4 separate regions of the Mus musculus genome follow, and all the other regions are linked to region 3. A link is a contact called in public Hi-C and Micro-C data. All regions are on one chromosome and are shown on one strand. Each heading gives the region's core, a stretch centred on a gene start, on an enhancer-like site or on the middle of the called end of the contact. The rest is flanking DNA. Distances are from core to core; before and after follow the strand shown. Region 1 has its middle 29 kb from the start of Speer4f1. Region 2 has its middle 21 kb from the start of Speer4f1. Region 3 holds the start of Sema3c (sema domain, immunoglobulin domain (Ig), short basic domain, secreted, (semaphorin) 3C). Region 4 overlaps Sema3c (sema domain, immunoglobulin domain (Ig), short basic domain, secreted, (semaphorin) 3C).

Evidence for each region. A called contact is a pair of places that touch in the nucleus more often than the background predicts.
Region 1: a Hi-C map of uterus shows a contact between it and region 3, with 2.9 times the contacts expected there. The contact joins the enhancer-like site here to the promoter of Sema3c in region 3. A contact is called at or near these places in 7 of 39 promoter capture datasets (the 3T3-L1 cell line, 3T3-L1-derived adipocytes, hippocampal neurons and 3 more), 7 of 484 Hi-C or Micro-C datasets (Sertoli cells, Th1 cells, brain and 4 more), 1 of 115 datasets of contacts at active chromatin or transcription factors (neural progenitor cells) and 3 of 9 other capture datasets (adipose tissue, liver and pancreatic islet).
Region 2: a contact with region 3 is called in a Micro-C map of the HL-1 cell line, with 4 times the contacts expected there. The contact joins the enhancer-like site here to the promoter of Sema3c in region 3. A contact is called at or near these places in 9 of 39 promoter capture datasets (the 3T3-L1 cell line, cranial neural crest, embryonic stem cells and 4 more), 4 of 484 Hi-C or Micro-C datasets (the HL-1 cell line, cerebral cortex, cortical neurons and 1 more), 2 of 115 datasets of contacts at active chromatin or transcription factors (a colorectal cancer cell line and neural progenitor cells) and 2 of 9 other capture datasets (adipose tissue and pancreatic islet).
Region 4: a contact with region 3 is called in a Micro-C map of granulosa cells, with 2.7 times the contacts expected there. The contact joins the enhancer-like site here to the promoter of Sema3c in region 3. A contact is called at or near these places in 8 of 39 promoter capture datasets (the 3T3-L1 cell line, 3T3-L1-derived adipocytes, embryonic stem cells and 3 more) and 9 of 484 Hi-C or Micro-C datasets (the HL-1 cell line, Sertoli cells, granulosa cells and 3 more).

What each region holds. Positions count from the first base shown.
Region 1 is chr5:17,504,081-17,507,113 of GRCm38.p6, reverse strand. No RefSeq gene overlaps it. Among named protein-coding and RNA genes, the nearest start is that of Speer4f1, 29 kb to the right of the region's middle. Within about 2 kb of position 1,368, at least 29 of the 459 cell types and tissues checked have an H3K27ac peak or open chromatin away from gene starts, as enhancers often do. A contact at or near this core is called in adipose tissue and uterus, where this site is marked.
Region 2 is chr5:17,453,680-17,456,814 of GRCm38.p6, reverse strand. No RefSeq gene overlaps it. Among named protein-coding and RNA genes, the nearest start is that of Speer4f1, 21 kb to the left of the region's middle. Within about 2 kb of position 1,279, at least 3 of the 459 cell types and tissues checked have an H3K27ac peak or open chromatin away from gene starts, as enhancers often do. A contact at or near this core is called in the HL-1 cell line, where this site is marked.
Region 3 is chr5:17,572,988-17,576,112 of GRCm38.p6, reverse strand. It overlaps Sema3c (sema domain, immunoglobulin domain (Ig), short basic domain, secreted, (semaphorin) 3C), which reads right to left and starts at 1,297. Exons shown (of 18, transcript NM_013657.5): 1 at 1,148-1,297.
Region 4 is chr5:17,641,168-17,644,387 of GRCm38.p6, reverse strand. All of the region lies in intron 2 of Sema3c (sema domain, immunoglobulin domain (Ig), short basic domain, secreted, (semaphorin) 3C), which reads right to left. Among named protein-coding and RNA genes, the nearest start is that of Sema3c, 68 kb to the right of the region's middle. Within about 2 kb of position 1,802, at least 5 of the 459 cell types and tissues checked have an H3K27ac peak or open chromatin away from gene starts, as enhancers often do. A contact at or near this core is called in the HL-1 cell line and granulosa cells, where this site is marked.

The DNA.
Region 1 (3,033 bases), core at 119-2,618, 69 kb after region 3:
TTACATTCCTATTATTGTTAGGATTGGTTTTTTCATTGCTTTCTGAATTTTCTGGATATTTGGGGTTAGGACCTTTTTGAATTTTTCATTTTCTTTGCAGGTTGTGTCAATAACGTTTATGGTATCTTCTATGCCTGAGATTTTCTCTTTTGTCTCTTGTATTCTGTTGGTGATGTTTGCATCTGTAGCTCATGATCTCTTTCCTAGGTTTTTCATCTCCAGAGTTGACTTCTTTGTGGTTTCTTTATTGTTTCTGTTTCCATTTTTAGATCCTGGATGGTTTTATTTAATTTCTGTTGATTGATTGTGTTTTCTTGTATTACATTAAGAGATTTATGTTTCCTCTATGGGCTTCTATCTGTTTACCTGTATTTCTCTACAGGAATTATTTATTTTGTCCTTAACGTCTTCTATCGCCTTCATGCGATGGGATTTTTGTTCATTATCTTTCTTTTCAGGCATGTTAGGATATGCAGGGCTTGCTGTGGTAGAACTAGGTTCTGATCATGCCAAGTGGTACAGGTTTCTGTTGCCTATGCTGTTCTGCTTGCCTCTTGCCATCTAGTTATGTCTGATGTTAACTGACCTTGCTTGTCTCTGACTAGAGCCAGCCCTTCCTTGTAGGAAGGAAGACCTCTGTAAGATGGGTTAGAGATTGCCTTCTGGGGGCAAACAGTGCTGTTTCTGGGAGTGCGTGGATGGGCTGGAACACCAGATCTGCCCTAGATGAGTTGTTGAGAGAAAGAATATGTGTCTTTAGCATTTTGAATAGGTCCCACCGAAGTTCATTTTATAGCAAAACAAAACAAAAATATAAACAAAAAACAATCTCCCATGCTTTGAAAGGAACCTATTGGAATTTGGGATGCTTCAGGATAGTTCAGATTTGGTTATTCATAATGGTACATTGTCCTGGGTTGAAGGGTAACTCTACCTCAAAGTTCTCTTGGCTTAATGGAATGGCTCTAGTATCTACAGTGCTGTAGTGTAAGGAACAGGAAAGGACACATGGAAAGGAGCAAAGGAGACATCCTCATGAACACTATTGCAAGCCTGGCATCTGAGACTAAGTATCTGCATCAGTGCCATGTGGCTTCACAGGACTTCAGGTAGCTGACTAGCCAGCCCATCCCACCTCCTCACTCACTCAGTGCTGTAAAAAGCACTCACTAACCAAATGGGAGAGAACTCCATAGCTTTTCCTCAAAGAGCTCAACTTAAGGAGTCCCTAGCAAGGCTAATGTGCATTAATCTGGAGAGCACAGCTAAAGAAGGTCTGAAGAGAAATCTTTCCTGGTACCAGCCACAGTCTACTCTCCCTTGCCCCAGCAAGTGCCTCAGCTAAAAGGAATGTTACCTGGCTCCAGATGACATCCACTCCCACTTAATGATCACTGGCAAGCATTGCAGTGGAAAGATTGGGAAACCTCAGGCTTCATTCCTTCTCCAATTGTTAAAGTTGCCTGAGGCCCTGCACTTGGGTCAGCACCTCCATAGGAACTGAAACTCCTGAGAGTAACAGAGAAACTACCAAGGTGCAAAAGAAAACTCCTGTGATCAAGGCCACCTTTTCTATCTAGGAATAGTCTCTCTGGGTGCACTACCAGTACTTTTTCCCTGTACATCACTTACCTAAACTAGAGTACAGCCATTCCTTGTGACTTGTAGAGAGGGTGGGGTTATATTATTCTGACTTTAGGCACACATTATCTAAACACACTACACACATTCAAGATGCCTTTTTTGGAGAAAGTCACCTATTAAGAAGGCTGACACATAAAAGTGGTTAACTGTATGCATGTAATTTAACATGTAAACCTCAGTAGAATAACATGAGTAACACCAGAGTTGGCAATCTCTAATGTATAGATATCAATCACATCTATGTAATGCCTGATAAAAAGTTCAAAAGAGAGAAGGCCAGATGGCTCAGTAGGTAAAAGTATTTGTTGCTAAGCTTGAGGATCTAAGTTTATTGATCTCTGGGACTCACAAGATGGAAGGAGAAAACCAAGTTATACAAGTTGTGTCTAACCTTCTCTTACAAGCCATGGGAAGTGCACATATATATGCCCCCCCACATACACCAAATAAATGTATTTTAAAAAATCCAAAATGATTAATATCTAAAAGTTAAATGAAGCACATCATAATAAGGAAAAATAATTAAATGAAATTGAAAATACAATTGAAAAGAGCCAGCAAAAAGGTAGCAATTTTCAAAAAGGACTTGTCATAAGTTCTAGGAATAAAGAGTCGAATGAGTCAGTTCTGAAACATGCTAAATGTCTCAACAACCAGTAAGATCAAAGAGAAGGAATGTCAGACTGAAAACAGGTCTTTTTTTCAGAACAGAACAGAACAAAACAGAACAGAAAAAAACAACTCCTGATAGAAGTGCCAAAAATGTAGATTGGAGACATGGCATCCCAGTAAACATCACTAAGAGTATGATATCCACAAATAGGAGACTGACCCTTGACCCTCGTTGCTCATGCTGTAGAAACATCAAATTAAAATGGAGCCAAGATTTTAATGATGACCTAAAATTCTGAAACTAAAATTCTAGTCTAACACATAAGAGAGTCTTAAAGATATCATCACAGCCAGTGATTACCTGGACATAACTCAAAGAGCCCAGGAACCAAATCTGAGAATTGAAAAACACAGTTACCCAAATTAAAATTTTATATACAATCAACAGAAGGGATGAATAGAATGAGAGAAGGTAGTTTGTTTTGTTGTGGGTTTTTTGTTTGTTTGTGTGTTTGTGTGTTTTTCCAGTCCATAATTCACTACATAACCCAGTCTGACCCTGAATATATGGTCCTTCTGCATCAGTTTCCTGAGGACTGGGATTGTATTTATGTTCCAAAATGGTTGATTTAACAGACTTTATTTTTCTTTTAGCTATACTAAGGCTTGAGCCTCAATCCTGTGTATACTGGGAAATGCAACTACATCTTGTGTTCTAAAGAAAATTCCTGCCAGTTGCTCATGTGATCAAGGATCACTATCCAAAATAATTTTAAA
Region 2 (3,135 bases), core at 30-2,529, 120 kb after region 3:
GCTGCTCACTCCTGAAGGAAACTTATCTAGGACCATGACTTACTCACATACTCTTTCATATCTTTAATCAAAATCTTGTAAATGAAGATTTAATGAACCATTAATGTTCCCTACACATTTATCTTATAGTTCTCATTTCTACAGTTCATGTTAATATTTAAAACTAAAACCTTTGCTTATTTAACATGGCTGTTTTTCTTTGATGTGTTTGTCTTTGGCAGTCTCGCACTGCTAAGTGAAATTCTCCTGGGGTTCAAAGTAAAACATGAAACAGTAAGATGCTTATTTTTTTTAATTAAGGTGATTTATTAGTTGATTCTAAACTTACAAAAAGACACAGCATTATCATATTAGAAGGGAACTGACATATGTAATTTTAACGTTTTACTCATGCTCTCCTGATCAATACTACTTACTGAAAAGGTAATGATATTCCGCATAATATCCATGAGATTAGGCACTGCCCATATATGGTTACTGAGCACTTGCTATGTGACAAACATGTCTGAAGATGTTAATTACTCTACTATGACATTTGAATTCATTAAAATTCATATTTATGTAATCATATGAGAACATGTTAACTATGTAGGATGGCATAGTTTTAGGGAACACAAATGAAAGTCAATAATTAAACCTCTATGGAGAGAACTTTATTGAATAAGAAAGCTTCAGTCTGACGTTTCCAATAAAAAGTCAGGCAGCCTTGGCAATAGGTAATACCCTGCTTCAATTAAGAGATGTTTACATAGAGGCTGGAGAGTCACATCAGAATTGTCACAGGGATTATTGCTTAGGTTACTACAAATATAATGTCATTTCTTTATTTTATGTCTAAAATTATATTATTTCTACATAAATTTTATCGTCCTTTTAGCTTATGGTATTACTGCATACACACAGAGAACCTACATTCCCAAATATTAAACAACACATTAAAACTAGGAAGCATTGCTCTTCAAATTATTTATCAGTGGGAAGCAATGAAAATGAAACATATTTTAACTTATGATAGAATAAATTAAATGCCGTATTTTCACTGTTGTATTTAAAATCAGGTTTCCACAGTGTCATTTTAGGAGCATGGATAAAGGGTGCTCAGTGGCTGCAGAAATTCTTGGGAGGGAGCCATCTGATGCAGACTAAAAGATTCCCTTCGATATCAATTCACTTCACTTTCACAGTTAAAGAATTTTGTTTGACTTATGGTTGCTCACCAACTAAGAATAGAAACCTCTTGACTATGCGATGGCAACATGACACAGAGTTGTTCCTGTCTAAATGAACCGCAGTGACAGAGATGGAGAGGAAACTGAGGGAGAGGAGGTTCAGTGAACAGCTCAAATTGGGATCCAGCTCTGGGGATGCTCCAAGGCCTGACACTGATGCTGTGGCGTGCTTACAGACAGGAGCCTGACATGGCTGCCCTCCCAGAGGCCCAATAGGCAGCTGAAAAAAATCAGATGTAGATAATTAAATCCAGCCAATGGACAGAAACCACTGACCCCTGTGGTTGAATTGGGAAAGGGCTGGAAGAAGCTGAGGAGGAGGGCGAACCCATGGGAGGATCAGCAGTCTCAAATAACATGGACCTCTGAGATCTCTCAGACACTGAACCACCAACCAGACAGCATACACTAGGCAATATACAGCAGAGGACGGCCTGGTCTGGCCTCAGTGAGAGACCATGCACTTAATCCTTCTGAGACTTGGGGACTCAGGGAGTGGGGAGGTCTGGTGGAGTGTGGGTGGGAGGTGGGGACATCCCCTTGGAGACTGGGAGGAGGAGTGGGATGGGGAGCAGTTGGAGGATGGACTGCATGGCAAACGGACTGAGAAAAAAGATTTAATTAATAATAATAATAATAATAATAATAATGACGAATAGACACCTAAGTATTTCAGTATTTCCTGACAATGGACTGGAAATTTCTGGAATCTCGGAAGCGAGTTGCCCAGGTGCAGGTACAAGAGATGCCTTCGCTGCCTTGCAGATGAAGGAGGGAGTTTCTTACACTAGTTCTTGTTGGTTTAAAAATTAGTCAACAAAGTGACCTTGGGTTTTTAAAATTTTTATTATTAATTTATTGAAAACAGAGCTATGAAATTTCTAATCAATATCAAGACAGGTGAATAAGGCAGAAAACATGAGGAATTCCCTAAAAGAAAGAAAGAAAAAAAGAAGTGTTTTCAATATCTGTTTTGGTCTGAATCATATTTCTTTCTCAGTTTGACATCAGATTGTTATTCAAGTATTCCAATAGTCATAGAAGAATGAGAAACAATATAGAAAAAAATAAATCTGATACTATGACTAGTAACTTTTTTTTCAGTTGAAAGAAAACTTCATAAGAAATAAAAGGGAAAACTAGAGGGATTGGAAGGATGTGTTGGGCATGTACCTTATTGCTTTTTGCTATGTGGTACTTGGTGTTTGATAACAATTATCCTTAGACTGAAGACTGTAATTTTAGATCACACGCAGAGGATGTGAATCAGTTTCCTGATACAAACATATAATAAAATCAAACAATGACGATAGTTAAACATGGTATTGCCCGTCAGATTGTTTATTGACAGACTTCCTACTGCGTCTTCTTGAAAGGTAAAGGTTCACTGGAACTCTTCAACAGTCTAGATATATTTATGTTTTAAAATAGCCTTCCAAAACCATAATACGGCATGTTTTCATAACTCATGGGCAATGATTGAGATTAATATGTAATCTGTTGAGGAAGATTGCTGTTCTCACAAAGATTTGCCAAAAGCTAAAACTTAACTAAAAAGAACCACTGTTATCCTCCTGGCATTATTTTTGATATAAAGAATTACAATAAAGGTGTTTGAAATGTATTGTAGGCAATGGCACATACCAGTTAGAGTGCCAGCAATGGAAACACATATCAAACACTTTTAATAAACCAGGCTAAGATAGAAGCCAAAAATTATTGTTTCATTTTCTATTGCTAGGCATATTCCCAAATCTGATGGAAAGACATTCAATTTCAGTATTCAACAGAAGTTCAAGTTTGAACAAGTTCTTAAATTGATATATAATCCAGTCTGTTTAGTCAGGAGTGTGCTGAGATCTGGAAGACTTTTTCATAGGCAAAATAATCTGTCATTTAGAAGAGA
Region 3 (3,125 bases), core at 48-2,547:
ATTAATATAAGCTATTAACTAATGTCTAAGTATAAAGGGAGGCCAGGTACTGTTAGAACAAACCTATATGAGCCCCACTGGCCATCAGAAATCCCATCACTTCTCATATAGTGTAATTATACAGTAAAATGACAAGCAGGTCTAGTCTGGAAATGCAACCTTACAGATCTTGTGTTATATGGCTTTTTTAAATTGAAAATACATTATTGATTCTATTCAATAAGGAAGTGAGGTTAAAAATTGAAAAGGCTGTTTCTCTGACACAGAAGGAAAGGACAATTAAACACAGCATGCAATCTCAAAGAAAAATCTAAACTGGTCTCATTGGTAGCACATATGCTGCAAGAGTGCAACATGAAACTCTCTGCCTCTACCACACAGATGGAGGAGACCCTAGAGATGTTTGTGTTGGTAATTTTCAAAAGAAACAGTTTCTTCCTGCTTCCACAACCTCTTCACCCTGTCATCCCTAAATTAACTTAGAAGAAAATTGATTTTTATGGGTGACTTTCCCTTAGAATTTTACCCCTGGGATTTGTTGACTTAGTAGTTAAAACCAGGGGGAAGGGATACTATTAATATGTCCAACCTTAGTCTGTTTATTAACCAAGTTAGAGACATTTGTACATTTTTACATATTGCTATTACCAGTACATAATCCGATATGCCTCCCCTAAAAGAGATATGCTCCATAAATTGCGAAGAACATTGCCTAGATGACATGGGAGATCAGACAGTGCTGATCTATCTATCAGAACACCCTGGTTTCAGTCCGACCTAGTGATGGGCTGTGACTGCCATCCCCCGCCCAAGTCCTTTACAACTTAGTCCCTTTAACTCGCACACTTAAAAGTGATGGCTAGTGCTTGGTCATCTATTATGAGTAAATACGAGAGTATAAATATATTATGTAGCTTCCACCGGTGTTTTTCCCCTTAGAAGGCACTGGAGCAACTTAAAGTCTTGGCAGGTGCCACAGCCTCCAGTCAGGCTCAGCTCCTCCCGGAGCGCTTTCCTCATGAGTCGCGTGGGCTCCTAAGAAAATACTCAGACTTGAGCACACCAAAGGAAAAACAAGTCAGTACACAGACCCAGAAAAGTTCTATTTCAGTAACTGAGTAAGACTGAAAATCTGAGTCCGGCTTACCGAGGTGGGAAAAGATCCAGGAGAAGTCAGCCACTTGCTCCGGGCTTGGATTTCCAGTCCCCTAGGTCCTTTCCCCAGAAGACCTTTAAAGACTTAGTGAGTCCGGAGGGTGGGATTCCTGCCGGCCGGTGCTGAGTTTCTTTGTAGCAGAATCCCGGGCGGCAGAGCCGCGGCACCCGGAGCCCTTCTCCACGTCGCTCAACCCCGCACCGCGGAGTGAATGGCAAGTGGCCGGGCGCCGGGGGCGAGCGCTCGGTGTCCGATTACAGCGACGCGGCGCGCGGCTGAGGCTGCCCGGGCGCACCGCCCAGCCGGCTGCAGCAGCGGCCCCGCGTGGCCCGCCGCATCTGCACGGGCCGCCGCCCCACCCAGGGAGCGCCTGGCCGCGGGTGGCAGCGAGCCTGAGGGCGGAGCACAGGCTGGCCTGGGCGCGGGAAGGCTCTGCTGCAGGCTAGACTCTTCTCCGTAGCGCTGCCTTTGGCAGTGAACAGTCGCTGAGCGCGCTCAGCCAGTTTTGCTATGCGCGCCTCTTGAAAAGCATGCAGGCTTGGCTACGCTGTAAATATCCGAGTGCAAAGCAGTTGTTTTGCCAGAGGAAGATTCCCTGCATCCTTTTAAGGCAAAGAGTTACCGTTTTAAACGGGCACGGATCTTGTCTTCACCCTGAAGCAAAATTTCTAAAGCTAGGGGAGAGTAACGTACGGTAACCCCCTTTCCCAGAAGTGTAATCTGTTGAGTATTGTTTCCTGCCGCGTTTCCCTAACGTCCTGAAATCAGTAATTATGCTGACCTTTCCACACTGAATCATATCCAGCACCTTCCTCTCCGGGACACTCCCAAAACAGAAGTTGTAAGAATTTTCACGTTTTTGTTTTGTTTTCAAGAATGCTGTTTCCAATGGTCCCAACACTTTGAGACTCATAAATCTACACACAGGCGAGTTATTTGCAGCCCTGCTTTCAGGAAAACTCGTTAAGCCGTGCAACTGACTTTGATGTGTGTGTGTGGAAGGGGGTTTCTTCTTCTGACTAGACTGAATTAAATGATTGAACATCAAAAGAAAAGACTTTCACTCCTTGTAAACTGAGCAGAGCTGGCTTAAAAAAAAAAAAATCACTGTTCGCTTCAGCCCAGTAGGTGTCACTGTGTGAGGGACCCTTGAGTGCAATTTATTCCCTGTGTATTTCCTCAGTTGCCTTACAAAATGAAGTAGAATCTTTACATTCTTATCAAAGTTGTCGCGGGAAACACCTCTAAGATTACAAAAGAGAATTCCCGCTCAGTCGGACCCAAGAAGGAGAGTTGCCGGAGTTAGTGATTAGAGGGCAGAATCTTTGTATCTATGTAGACACCGCCTCTGATGTCCAGTAGGTAGGATTGTCTGATTTTTGCCATATATTTGAGATATGTGAAAATCAAGTTAAAGAAGTTCATAATCGTTGCAAGATTCGCCTGCCTGAGATGGTTTGCATTTTAAGGTGGACTATCTCTGCGGTATACAGCTAAGTACATAGTAGACAAGGAACCTAAGTAGATTCCCTCAAAAAAACATGCATGAATGGGCAAGAGATGCTACAAAAGGCTCCACACCACTCATCACTTGAGCAATCCAAATGAAAGCCACAGGGAGATAACACTTCAAAGCTGTTGAATGGTTAATACCACAAAGAAAGAAGAAAAAACTTGCGGACAGTTTGCACAGACTGGGAGATGATACGAATTAGGGCAACTATTGTGGAAAACGGTATGAAGTATCTTTATAAACTAAAGATAAAACTAGCATATAACCCCTCAACCCCCCTCTAAATAATTACCCAAAGTACGGGGGGTCAGAAGATCTATATCTCTGTCTTTTCACGTCCCTTGGTCCAACGTTCATAATAGCCAGTCAGCCTAGGTGTCACTCACAGTCCTCATGAACCAACCAAGAGAATGTGCCTGGATTGGGGACACTATACCATAACTGCCACTGTATATA
Region 4 (3,220 bases), core at 553-3,052, 68 kb before region 3:
CTGAACAAGATGACCCTGTAGTACTAGAGAAAAATGACTAAGACTTCCTAATTAGACAGAAGGAAATACTTGACTGTTTTTTATTCAACAAATACTAGCTGAGCCATTCTCTATGATAAAGCTCAGTGTATTAAATGCATAAAATGAAGTAAAGGAGAAAAAAATGGTTAAAGCCAAGGATAGCTGCCTTTCATCAGGGCTCAAGAAGTGTCTAGCAAACAGTGACCTGAAGACAAAGTCAATGAAGTGAAAGGCATTACCCACAGAACACACAGAGCTTGCATAGAAAACTAGACCAGCTGAGGAAGGGTCAAAGTGTGGTTTGGCATAATTGGGATTAATAGAGGCAATTTGGATTGGATGCTCTGAGAGGAAGCATCTCCCCATCACTGTGCAAAGGGAATGCTACAAGTTCCTTGACTCTCACAAACAGCCTTTAAAGATGCAAATCTTAAATAATGGCCAAACTTGAGTTGCTAGGTTGTTCCCACATCACTAGAAATAGCATCAAATAGCTTGAGAAGGTGCAAGATAATCATGGATGAAGTTTTGGAATGGCAGTCTTAGCTAGTGACCACATTGTATGAGATTTTTTTTCAATGAAATATTAAGAGCGTAAAGAAGAGACTGTGTGTATGCCAGAATTATTGCATGTTTCCAGAGATAAAATACACATAGGAAGGATCTGGGAAATATTGACCTATAAATAATTTTCTTAAAGATTTATTCACCTGGAAATGGGCAGTACTGATAGGTCTCTCAGTGTTTTGTAAGTTCATATACATGTAATTACCCCTGGTTAATGCTCAGGGTGTGTGAGATTTCTGAACAAAACACTGTGGTGCATATACAACCTCAAGCAGGCTTCGCTTGTATGGTACTAACAAATGAGTGAAGTACGTGAAGAGGGAAACACAAATTACTAACTGGAAAGGAGCTGCACACTGCCAAAACTTCTCTATCTCTAATTCCTTCAAAATAAGACCACCCGGCTTTACTCAGGACTGAACAACCTGGCTCCCCCAATCACTGCAAGGTCTTGAACTACCCTTTCATTTGATGCCTTTTAAAGCCCATTTTTAACTTGAGAACAGGAAAACATGTAATAAACTACATATTGCACCACCTCAAATTTAAAGTGTCAGATATTATGAACAAAGAGATATGGAGATATTTGCCCTAAAGTGACAGCCATTTTATCTAAATATTATTTTGTTCAATGTGACTCATTGTTTAGCCAAGTTATTGCACTTGGCTTTAAAACAAGACACAAATTTGGAGAGCTACAGAGAACAAGTTCACTTTGTTTTAAACACATTGGTCAGTCTTCAACGCAGAGCCCTGTTCTGTTTTCCATGCTGTCTTCTCTTTATCTCTTGAGACACAGTCTAAAACATAAAATCAGTCAGTACAGCAGGGTCTACTGCTCAGCTATTGGTAGTGTGCTTCACTGCCTTTTCACTATTTTCAAGAGAATAACAAAGGATCCACAGAATAACAATGGAACCACCTTTGTTCCGTGTGGATTTAAATCATATATATTTCCTTACCTTCATACTACACTGGGAAAACATTTGATTTTTCTCCTTTTCAGGATGATATCTGAGAATGTATCACTCAGTGCCCCCCATCCGCCCCCACACACACACACACAAAAATTTCAGTGTTACACTTCTTTGGTTTTGCTCTGAAAACATAACGTTTATCATTGTTTTCATGTGCTTCAAGGAGAGAGTCAGAAAGTAGAACTCAAAGTTTATTTTACCAAATGCTTCTGCCGTCACGCTGTAAACATTAAGCATGGCTGTCCCTTTCGTTTTCAACGTACAAAAGGGAACAAAGCCCGTTCAAAAGCTATGGGAACAAGTGTATATAAAAGAGGATACAGCAAGTGTCAGAAATATTAAATTTAATCTGAATATTGATGAATCAGGATATACTTTAATGTATGGAAATGTTTTATTCCATTTACTTATAGCCATTTTAATCTGTGAGCCTTAAAAGCAAAATCTATTTTATTGATCAAACGCTGGTTTTAATAGCTGTGATGAGGTGAAGCACTGTTTCCTCAACCATCTAGGTGGTTTAATGCAATTAAGTCTAGACAGCCATCTTGCTGTACATGCTGAAGAATAGGCAGACAGGGTTCCTGTCAGGTATTTGCCTCTGGCTTATTTTCATCACAGATGAACACATTGTACTTCTCCAGATTAAAATACACTGCAGGCTTTGTTACTTCAGCAATAATTAACATAAAAAATAACAAAGGGTGTATTTTTAAAACTTTGCAGAAAATTACATTTTAGACAATCCAAGTTTAAAATCAACTTACTCAAAAAAAAAAAAAACATACAGATAAATGGATTTTGTTGCTAATTGAATCCATTTTCCTGGAACAAAGTCTGGCTTTGGAAGACAGATCTATCCTTGGATCTTGGCTCTGCATTTGGCTAGCAATGCTGATTTCGGCAAGTTATTTAAACTGCGGGTGCTTAAGCATCCCTATCTGAATAATTATAATACTGCCTGTCTGCTGGGACTGTGGAGCTAACTGAGTAAGGAGGTAAGTGTGAAGGACCTCAGTCTTCACACTAGCTGGGGCGCCTCACATCAAAATGGGAGTTTCAGTTTTAAATAAAGTATTGCTGTACTGTTTAGGCTTTAGATTATTAATCCTGAGTTGTCTAAGTACTAATTGAACTTAATAAAAACTGGTGTAATAATTTTATTATCTTTATTATGGTGTAGTCTATCATACAAATGAGTTTAACTCCTCAAAATTTTTACAAAAATAATTCTTATTATCAATATAAAAGTAAATGATAAAATAGAAACAGTTTCCTTGATTTTGTCCAATTGGCTTTTTAATCTACCATTCACACTACAAAATTTGTGCCAGCATTATATCAATACAAAATACCTATATATTCTATTAATATTTGACAAGCAGTGTCTTGTCTAACCACCACAACAATCCTCCTAATTTGTTCTTACGAAGTGCAGGTGTCTGGGGGAAGCGAGTCCCCTGGTTCTTTGTGGAAGGTGAGATTATCCTCAGCCAAGGAGCTTGGCTTCTGTCACTATCCCTGTGGTAACTCTGATTTTTCATATTTCAATGCAAAAGAGATATGCAAATTGCATGTAAAATTTTGTAGGGATATAAATGGCTCTTTTCACAAGGAGTTACTTACAGAATCTTCTCAGCTCTATCTGTTAACCT